Linked DNA regions of Mus musculus: region 2 is linked to region 1. A link is a contact called in public HiChIP or PLAC-seq data. All regions are on one chromosome and are shown on one strand. The core of a region is the stretch at or near the end of the contact, and the rest is flanking DNA. Distances in the headings are between cores, read along the strand shown. Region 1 holds the start of Samsn1 (SAM domain, SH3 domain and nuclear localization signals, 1). Region 2 has its middle 54 kb from the start of Samsn1.

Region 1 (4,672 bases), core at 1,629-4,128:
CTTCTCAGATGTTGTCTGCCTTGGTCTTTGATTTGAAACAGTGGTTTTCACTAGTTGAGTCTTCCTAACTAGGCTAGCAGGACCATTATGCCCAGGTCTATGCCTGTATCTGCCTCCCAAGTGCTGGCTTAAGGGACACATAACACCCCACTGTAAGTTTCACAGAGGTTCTGATGAACTACTGCAGGTCATCATGCTTGCATGGAAAGTATTTTATAGACTGAGCTGTACCCTCACCCTCAACTTACCATTTCACTAGAAGATGCTACATTTTAATTATGTATAGTCATCTTTCTATTTAATAGGATCCAAGAACTTCTTACTCCCATATAATTTAGTACCCATGGGTGTTCTATTTAAACAAAAAGTTCATTAGCTTTTATTTAAGGTAATATCAGATATAATAGATTTCTCCTGCGTGTGGTGTGAGAGGATTAAACCTATGGACAGAAGAGATGCTAGACCATGCAGCTTTATCCAAAACCCTTAATTTATAGTTTTAAAATGTAGCATATGGTGAGTCACAATAAAACCAAGGAAATCCCCTCCATACTTGTGAGCACACAGCACAGGGTCAGGATATGGAAACGATCATCTGATAGATAATCAGTATAAACAGTTACATCCTGTATTTCAGGACAGTTGCTTGCTAGCCCTATTGTGTCTTTCTAGACAGATGTCACACTCCCTTCTTATAGGTGGGGGAGCTTGTACCCCTTCAAATAGCCATCTGTGTAAGGATCAGAATATCATGTGCTCTTACCATGTCCTATGGATTATATGTTTTATTTATGAAATATGCAAAAGTTTTCTATTGAAAACTATGAATTTGTAAGAATTGTTTCTAAGACATAATTATAGCAATTGGAGGGCTATTAGTGTCACAGCAAAAAAATTAAATCCATATATGTCTTCAGTGTGACTATTTCTTGTGATATATTTTTTTTCTCAGGTGCATTGAGTGTGTTTTTATTTTATATATGCAAACATCAATAAGATGACCAATAGTTCACATCTACTCTAGTAATTACTGTGATTAAGACCATTGCCAATAATGAAAGATCATTTTGAAAACAGTTTAGTGAAATGATATACTGACAATATAATGTGCAATACAGTCCTTATGAAATAGTCAAGTGTCATTTTTGAAAAATTTTGAGGTAAGCCACTTTTTATCAATTTTTGTAATATTCCCAAAATATGATCAACTGAATATTTTTATTTAATCAGTGCTATTTTACATAAAAAACAATCATATGAGACTTGAGATAGAGCTCAGCTCACAACAAATATAATCATATGAAGAAATAAAAAATGATTCTTTGAAAAACCTTTCTTGGATATTTTGGGATGTGTTGCTGTGAATTTTTATTTTAGTAATGAAAAAACAGAAAGTGCAATATATTTTTGTACTATGTGTTTCTAAGATGCTTGTTTAACCTTTGTTGACTTTTTTTGCATTAGAAACAATAATGTTGAAAATCATCTAGTTTTAGTTTCCTGTACTTGGAAATAATGAATTCTCAGTTTACTTCAGATCTTTTGCCAAAGGTTTTAAACCGTTGAAGACTGTCCTGTGCCTACTCAGTTCAGAAGGAAAATCAGTCCCCAAACTGTCTCTCTCCCAATGAGAAATAAAAGCTGATGACAAAGTGTAAACTCCTTAAAAACAAAGAATCCACTAGTATTTATCTCACCAACAAAAAGATTGAATTTATTTGAGAAACGTTAGGAATGTATAAACAGGACAGAAATTTTCTGACATCACAACTTCATACTAAAGAAATTAATGTTACTAGTAAATGACGTTTAAAGTTCTATAAGAATGTAAACTTGGCTTTTCCTATATTATTTTTAATGCCAATTGTTATCAAGAGAAAGAATAAAAGAACATACTACATAAGACTGGCTTATCAAATTTACTAATTTATAAATTTTGTGTCTTCTCAAAATAGGGCACAATTCTCTCTAATGACAATGTGAAAATGCATGTCTACTACAAGATATCATAGCTGAACATTCAAATTACAAAAAGAATTTTAAAAAACTAACCTAAAATTTCTCCATTTTAGTCTTCTTACTGTTATGTATTTTAAATATCTACAATTTAACAGATAAAATAATTCCTTCAGAACACTGGTAAGATATTGAACAACCAAGGAATGAAAAATAGGCAGAGAATTCATGATATTAATGGTTAAGTGGAGGCCACCAAACAGAGTTCCATAAAATTATCCTAACCCAATCTTAGCTAACAACATAAAGGGTTGAATCTAATACACAATTGTGAAGACCATAATTGCTCATCAGTATGCAAATTCTTCCATATGTATTTTGATGCACTTAGTCCTCTACTTAAATTAATTTAGAAGTGACAGATAAAATGTCATGTAAGTAGTAGGGTGATGATGTAGGCTGTGAGTGTGCATGTATGCTTGTGTGTGTGTGTGTGTGTGTGTGTGTGTGTGTGTGTGTGTGTGTGAGAGAGAGAGAGAGAGAGAGAGAGAGAGAGAGAGAGAGATGTATGTCACTGTGTGGTTTGTTTGAATGTGTTGTGTGCTTGAATGAGTTTGTGTATGTGTGTGTATACACGTATATGTGCGTATGTGTAAATGGTATGTGTGTGTGTGTGTGTGTGTGTGTGTGTGTGTGTCTGGTGTGTCTGTGTTATACATTTGCAAGTAAGTGTTGCTTTCTAGTACAGTATTTGGTTAGTTTTACTCTGTAAGAAAATAAACTTACCTTCGGTTTTTGGTGTTTCTCCTTGTCTGAGGCATTGGATGGCTTCCTCTTTAGCATTTTGAATTCTGGCCACCTCTAGTGAGCACAGTTGCTGCTGTTACAGAGACAACTGAGAGCAGGCACGGGTGCTCTCCGTGATACCCAGCATCTGATAGCACTGAGGAAGTGTCTGATGTGACACTTCCTCCTCTGGTCAGGATGTGACTTCAGTGTCTGCTTGGTTGAAGGTTTCTTTTTTTTTTTTTTTTTTTTTTCCTTTCCTTCCTTACCGTAATTATTTGGTAACTCTGTACTGTATTCTCGGTGCTGTATTCTATGATATAATTCTTAGCTCACACCTTTGACATGGCTACGGTAATTACTAAGGGTGTAATGGTTTGGAAAACAAAACTTATTTTCTCAGTTTATGTAAAAGAATTTAACACATTAAAAAAGATGGCACAAGAGGAAAATATCTGAACCTTTTAAATGAAATCAAACAGAATATTGTGGATTTTTAAAAGTTTGAGACTATTTAAAGAATTCCATTTTATATTTTTATAATATTTTATTATTTGAGGTTATATAATACACTTACATCATTTCCACCTTTTCATTTTTCTCCTTCCAAATTTTCCAGGGAACCTACCTTTCAATTTCATTGCCCACTTTTTAAATGTGACATATGTCTGTATCTTTCTCAATACATAATTGTATATTTCTACATGACGATCAATTTGAAGTTAAATAATATTAATCCTCCCTAAAGCTACCGTAATAGGGTATAGATTAAAAGTACCTAACTGTAATAGGATTCTAGCTCCAGATATTGATGAGTGGGCATTGGTGACATTGAAAAAGCAAGCATATCATTGTTAAAACCCCCTGATTAATAAAAGAACCACTTCCTGCTACATAGTATACGTACTCTGTACCCTGGTAATGCCTGGTTGGTGGGTGATGCTACCGACTGCTCAGTCCTCTCTCCAGACAAGGCATCCAGTGTCTACTAAGTGGGCCTGGAATAGCCCCAATATGTCTTAAAGGTTTTGCTGAAAGCCAGATCCAGAGATCCAGATAAAAGAGAAGGTTGCTCAGACTTCCTTGAAAAATGAAGCCCTTATCAGATGAGCTTGTGCAGATTGTTTCAAATGCAGGCTCTGGTTAAATGGCCTGCTTCAAGAAAACTTGTACTTTCTGCTCATAAACTCCTCAGATTAAAAACAGTAGCACCATATTTTTAGGAAGTGCTTCTCTAAGAATCATGCTCTGGCCCTCTTTTCTCAGTTGTCCCTCCCACCTCTCTGCCTTCGTCCTGGAGTCCCAGCTGAAATTCACTAATTCGCTTAAATACTAAATTGAATACCCACTCTGTGCTATTGAACGTAGTGGGTACTCAATTTCTATGCAATAAACCTCTTAACTAGCAAGAACAAAATGGTATTTTATGCACTACAATAGAATTGGGTAAACCACTTAAGAGGATTGGAGTTAATAAACAGCTGCAGTGGCAGGAGGGTAATTTTGAGAAGTAAGAGGTTAGTATTTTCAGAACAATGACAGGGGAATAACACCAGACAACCTGAAAACCTAAGGCTCGGTAATTCCCTAGCAGTGTGACTTTCTGTAAATTTTCTGGGTGGTTCTCAGTTAACCCAAGGGAATAAACTATTCCGTCGCCTAAGAAATTAAGAGCCATGAAAAGATATTTTCTTATCTGAGACATCAGTGCTCCTTGTACTCTTCCATCTCTTTGTGAAACGGATGGGAGTTTAATTCAGGAGTGGAATTTGATCAGTTCAGTGAGGAGGATAATGGTGATAGTTCCTAAATGATCGTTTCACTGAGAATCAAAGCTAATGCCAATATGGGCCGCCCTTATGCACCATCACTTCAGAATAGTTTACACCAAAAATTATCTGTAGATAATGAATGAATATTAAATATCAAA
Region 2 (5,356 bases), core at 1,739-4,238, 53 kb before region 1:
GCAATTATATAAAGATAATTAAAAGGGGTCCTATTTATAAGGAAATTAATTACAGAGGTGTGAGCACAGTAGAGAGGAGAATGACCAAAAATGTCTAGGAGAAAGTAAGTGTATAGCCATAATAGTTAAGAAAAGATTGTTAGATCTAAAAGAATCGTGTGTAAAGTTACCTGGCGAGGACTGACATGTGACTTTTTATTAAGGGGGACTGCTAGCACACAGTTATTTTATGGGTAGAACAAATTTTATGGAATTCATATTTTCTGCTATCCTACCCCAATCTCCTGATGGAGCTTGCCCATTCACTGAACCCATGTGGTACCTCCAATATACAAATCCAAGATGGAGGCCACAGAGATGAGCTTAAAATGGCTAACAGAGAATCTTCACATGGTGGTGTCCATGTCAGGATACCTGGGTCACACCCACATTGCAGACATTTAAAATTCTAGAACATATTTCATTAGGTTCTCTGGGCATCATGCTTCACCAAACTCTCTCCCAAGATTAAGAGTCCTGCATGAAGTGAATGGGAAAGAGACACAGGAGACAGAAGCATCTGTTGTGGCACAAATGTCACTTCCTCTGCTATAGCGCCAGCTACTATTTGAGTGGTTTTCTTTTAGACTTTTGTTTTAAACTGTCTTAACAACATTTTAAGCACCATTGCCTCATCCTGGGTCCACTGAATGAACTGCCTTTATCTCTAATTTATCACACATTTTAAAAAATCCATAGAGAAACATAATCCAGACAGTTCGCTATCATTCTGCTACAAGTGGGGATTTTGGGGGAAGAGGGAGTGGCATAATAGTGTGATTGACATGGCTGTGGTTTATATCTCTAAAGCATCCCTTATGACTTCACTTTGATATGTGGTTTGCCTTCTAATTATTGTCTCTAGTAAAATACTTAAGCATTACTTCCTGAATCTTGGATTCTAACGCACAATAAAAATTCAAAGGGAACGATGTTTGTTTCTGTAAAGAGAGGCAGATTCCCCCCCCCCCCAGGGCATTTTCAGTGAATGCTTCGAGAAGAAATGAGTAAAGGTTTGAAGAACAGTTGCAGAAAACAAAGTTACTACTGTGCATGAGTCCGTGTAGCCTTCGGGCATGAGCTCTGTGCATCTCCTTTTGTTGAGTTCTCTATATTGTTATGAATATGCATATCGGGGAAAAGCCTTCCATCTGCTTTCTTTTAGCTGATTCTATCACATTTTGAGTTGTGCATCATTATTGAGCTTCAGAGAAAGATGATCCTTTTACATTACATATGGATATAAGAGAGCGAACGACTTGATGAATTGCAAACAAGTATAATTTATATGGACAAAGTATGCCAGAAGTGGTTTTCACCCCCATCTTCCTCTGCAAATGCTGCGTAGGGTTCCTGCCCATTTTATTGGCCTGGTGCCCAAAAACTTAAAAGAGAAAATGATCCTTAGCCATGTGCATCACTATTCCACTCCTGCCCTATGAAGAAACAGTGTTCTGCTCTTGGGCATACATGGGATCCCAGAAGGTCCAAGATATCACAGAATCTGCTAAACCCAGCTTTCATTCCTTTATAGTTTTTACATTTGTAAAATATAACACAGAACAAAACTAAGTGTTGCAAATGGACACATGAGAAGTTTTCATGATGCAGATGTGGAAGTGGGGTAATGGAAAGCCCATATACATTCTTTGTAACATGTTAGCATTTTGATAGCCCATGGAATCTTATGCCCCAATGTGCACAGGCTCCATATATATGCAAATACTCACATTAACAGTGCCTTCTTAAGGGATTCTCTGTTGCCCATTGCTCAATCAATTGAGGCTCTGTCATTTGTGAGAAACCAAGGCCCATGACACTAACAATCCCAATTTTAATTTTTCATTCATTAAAATAAATAATAATTTATATATTTAATAATTCATTCTTAAAATTATTCCTTTCATGTCCAAGAGTGTTGAACCAAGGCTGAGTGCAGTATTGTGTCTTTCTGAACTGATCAGGTGCAAACAATGAAATAATGTGTCAGGTAAAACTTATGAGCTGAGTTCTCTATGAGCTGACTCTCTTTCATTGCTTCTGGACAGCAAAATTGTTCTTTAGATCTCAGGCCATTTATGTATGAAAAATTTCAAGATACTATGAGTAAATACCTGTATGATTATACAGTGATTACTGCTTCTATCTTTCGACTAGAACTTAGTGGGGGGAAATGAAGTTGTATATATAAAAATTGTAGTGGCTTTCATACAAATACTACCTGGATTGTATTGAGTACTTCATATATACATCCTATAATTTATACCACTTTTAGATTTAAAAAGATCACCTTTTTGTGATAAATGCTTGAATATTGTCACACAGTTCTTGAAAGCAGATGACTCAACTCCATAACCTTTAGTTTATAGGCATACATACACAAAGAGTGTGCAGAGGAATTCCGCAGTTACATGGAGGTTGAACAAAATTAGGGTTAGTTCTATTTGATTTCCCACAGCTCAAACACCTATCAAAGTAAACCTCTAGCTAGGTTTTATTGACTAATCTCTGAAACTTTTCATAAATTTAGTAGGGCCACTCCCTCTATCAAGAGTATTGGAAGCCTCAATGCTACTTAGATAGGAGCGCTTTTGGTGGCAGTATAGAGCAGTGCTGCGTAAGAGGAGGGGTTATCTAAAATGTCATCATATATTGTTCTCAGAACCTAACGCTTACAGCGGAAATTTCTCAACATTAAATGTCATCATTTTGCCACACTCAGGAAGTTGCAAAACACGTAGCTATAACCTCAGTGCAATGGAACATGACTGAAACCTAATAGTCAGCTACTGAGCACTCTTTTTAGTTTTCTTTCCGTCGATCTCTCTTAGCAATCTGATTAAAAAAAATAAAAAGTCACTAATAACACACTTTAGTTAAAGATACTGTTCAGGTTCATACATATCAGTTATAGAGTTGATGGAAAACCAGAACCGAAATGGTCTGAATTTTGTATTTATCAAAAAACAAACAAAGTAAAAAACCTGAACTTGATCTGATGGGGCAGGCCTGTAATTCTAGTAACTCAGGAGGCAGGGGCAGGGGGATCACAAAGAATAAGGCCATTCTGAACCTTATGTAGACAGACAGACAGACAAGAAGAGACAGAAACAGTGAGAGAAAGACACACACACACACACACACACAGAGAGAGAGAGAGAGAGAGAGAGAGAGAGAGAGAGACAGAGAGAGACAGAGAGAGAGACATCGAGAGATAGAGAGGCAGAGAGGCAGAGAGAGACAGAGGGGCAGGAGTGATACAGTTCTTGCCGTATATATACATGCTGTAGGATTTAGCCCCAAGGACTGAATATTGCTGTTATATTAGAACATTTTATTTATTTAATGGGAATAAATTTTCTCTAGCCTTCTCTACTGTCAGAGCTAAATTTGCTAATATCAGAAACCTCTGGGATAAGTTAATCGCTGCATACTAGAGAGGGTTTACAGCTGTATAAAGCTACCTGGGAACTACTAGCTCAAACAGCTAGATTCTGCTGTCTTCCTGATGCACATTCTTTGGTCCAAAAGACCTTTATTGAACCAGTTTAAGTAATGAATGTGATTGGGCAACTTGCCAGGTTTGAACCTTCAGAACCAATAAGAATATCCTGTAAATATTAACTTCATGGCTTTCTGACTCTTCTCATCTGCTCTTAAAGAGCCCAGACTTTCTTCTAGAAAAGGCAGCAGGACATAGAGTTTTGCATAAGGTCTTTCTTGCTTTTCTGCGTTGCTCCAGTCAGTGCTCTGTGTATGGGCAGTGGGTGAGAACCTGATCTCTTTCTTCTGATTTGACCTCTTTGGCACTGATCACACTGATGCCAGACTCACTCCTGTAGGTGTGTCCTCATCAGCTCTTTCTCCTGGCTACTTAACACTTCTTCAGTTTTGTTTGTTTATTTTGTTTTTGTTTTGTTTTGTTTTGTTTTTAACTTTTCTCTTTTCTCCCTTTTGTAAGAACTCAGACTTTCTTTGCTTGTATCTCCCCAAAGCCTCTTTAGAATATCCCTAAATCCTCAACTGGCATGAAACTTTCATTTTCAAGGGATAGAAATTGGGAAAAAGTTTTACTCATTAGGAATAGACTGGCATTGTTTTGTTATTCTGTAGTTACTTTCCAATCTAGAATTTCCTCGCCTTGCCATAAAAAAGTTACGTTCTTTTAAACAACATGAGAGAGTAGGGGTAGGGCAGTTTAAAAATTAATGACATTAGTGCCTGTGCTGTGTCCAAGAACAGTTTCTAGACTAGTCTGCTAACAGTGGTCACCACAGTCAGGAAAACACCGGGTTTGCTGGGAAGGAAAGAGATGCACATGCAACACACTTGATGTGGGGATGTTGGTGAGATTAGGTGTGTTAAAGATGCCGGAGACTAAAACTATTGGGTTGTTCTCAGCATTCAGAATATTTTACCTTGCCTGAGTTTTATTACCTGTTATTTATTTCATTTTTAAAGATGTGTGTGTATGTATGTATGTATGTATGTGTCTGTGTGTGTGTGTGTCTGTTTGTGTGTGTGTGTCTGTGTGTGTGTGTCTGTATGTGGGAGGATATTCATGAAGGCCGGAATCTCTAGAGCACCTGCTCCCTTGGAGTTGGATTTACAAATGTTTGTGAGCCACCCCGCTTGGTTGCCCTGATCCAATCTCGTATCTCATGATTGAGGAGCAAGCACTCTTAAGCACTGAGCCATCTCTCCAACTCCACATTTTCTTTAAAAACTTTTAGGTGACTTGGAGGCATTCACCTATAAGTAGTTATGAGTGACTTACTAACTGATATAAAAAACAATATTCCAGTTGTATATGGAAAATAATTGCCATGCTCAATATACCCTAGCACCTATTTTCTAAATGTTCCTTCTGTAATAGGTTTGGCTCCATACTGGGTATTTAAAGCCTAGGCAAATAAATTCTGTCATGAGGCAATCACAGTCTCGTGTAAAATGAGCTTCTATGTAAATAAATAGAGAATTTCTGCAGCCAGCAATATAGAAAGAGACGTGAAAACACTCAGAGGAAAATACAGAGGGGGGTTCACAAAACTTTCACACACCAGGCAACTCTTTTATGGTAGTTTCGGGACAGAGTAGAGGGACGAGTCAGGTGAAACAAAATGTCAGGGTAAACAATGGAAAAATAGCTGGCACATGGAAATTCATGGAGAGAACAGTGAATTTGGAAGCCTGTTAGTAGATTGGTATGGTCAGATTGTGCATTGAAAAGCGGGGTGAGAGAGAGGACTCACAAGAAAGGTTAAAAGTACTTGGCAACGAACTTATGTACATTTACATGTTGTGCTAAAATTAACGA

What was found. HiChIP or PLAC-seq counts read pairs in DNA pulled down with a chosen protein or histone mark.
Region 2: a BATF HiChIP or PLAC-seq map of CD8 T cells shows a contact between it and region 1, with 24 read pairs. The contact joins the enhancer-like site here to the promoter of Samsn1 in region 1. A contact is called at or near these places in 1 of 39 promoter capture datasets (macrophages), 1 of 15 datasets of contacts at CTCF or cohesin (CD8 T cells), 18 of 484 Hi-C or Micro-C datasets (the Ba/F3 cell line, CD4 T cells, CD8 T cells and 11 more), 7 of 115 datasets of contacts at active chromatin or transcription factors (CD8 T cells, the HPC-7 cell line, bone marrow-derived macrophages and 4 more) and 2 of 9 other capture datasets (adipose tissue and liver).

What each region holds. Positions count from the first base shown.
Region 1 is chr16:75,906,388-75,911,059 of GRCm38.p6, forward strand. Samsn1 (SAM domain, SH3 domain and nuclear localization signals, 1) reads right to left here and starts at 2,879. Exons shown (of 8, transcript NM_023380.2): 1 at 2,743-2,879. The coding sequence starts at 2,799.
Region 2 is chr16:75,852,908-75,858,263 of GRCm38.p6, forward strand. No RefSeq gene overlaps it. Among named protein-coding and RNA genes, the nearest start is that of Samsn1, 54 kb to the right of the region's middle. Within about 2 kb of position 2,989, at least 95 of the 459 cell types and tissues checked have an H3K27ac peak or open chromatin away from gene starts, as enhancers often do. A contact at or near this core is called in the Ba/F3 cell line, CD8 T cells, the HPC-7 cell line and 12 more, where this site is marked.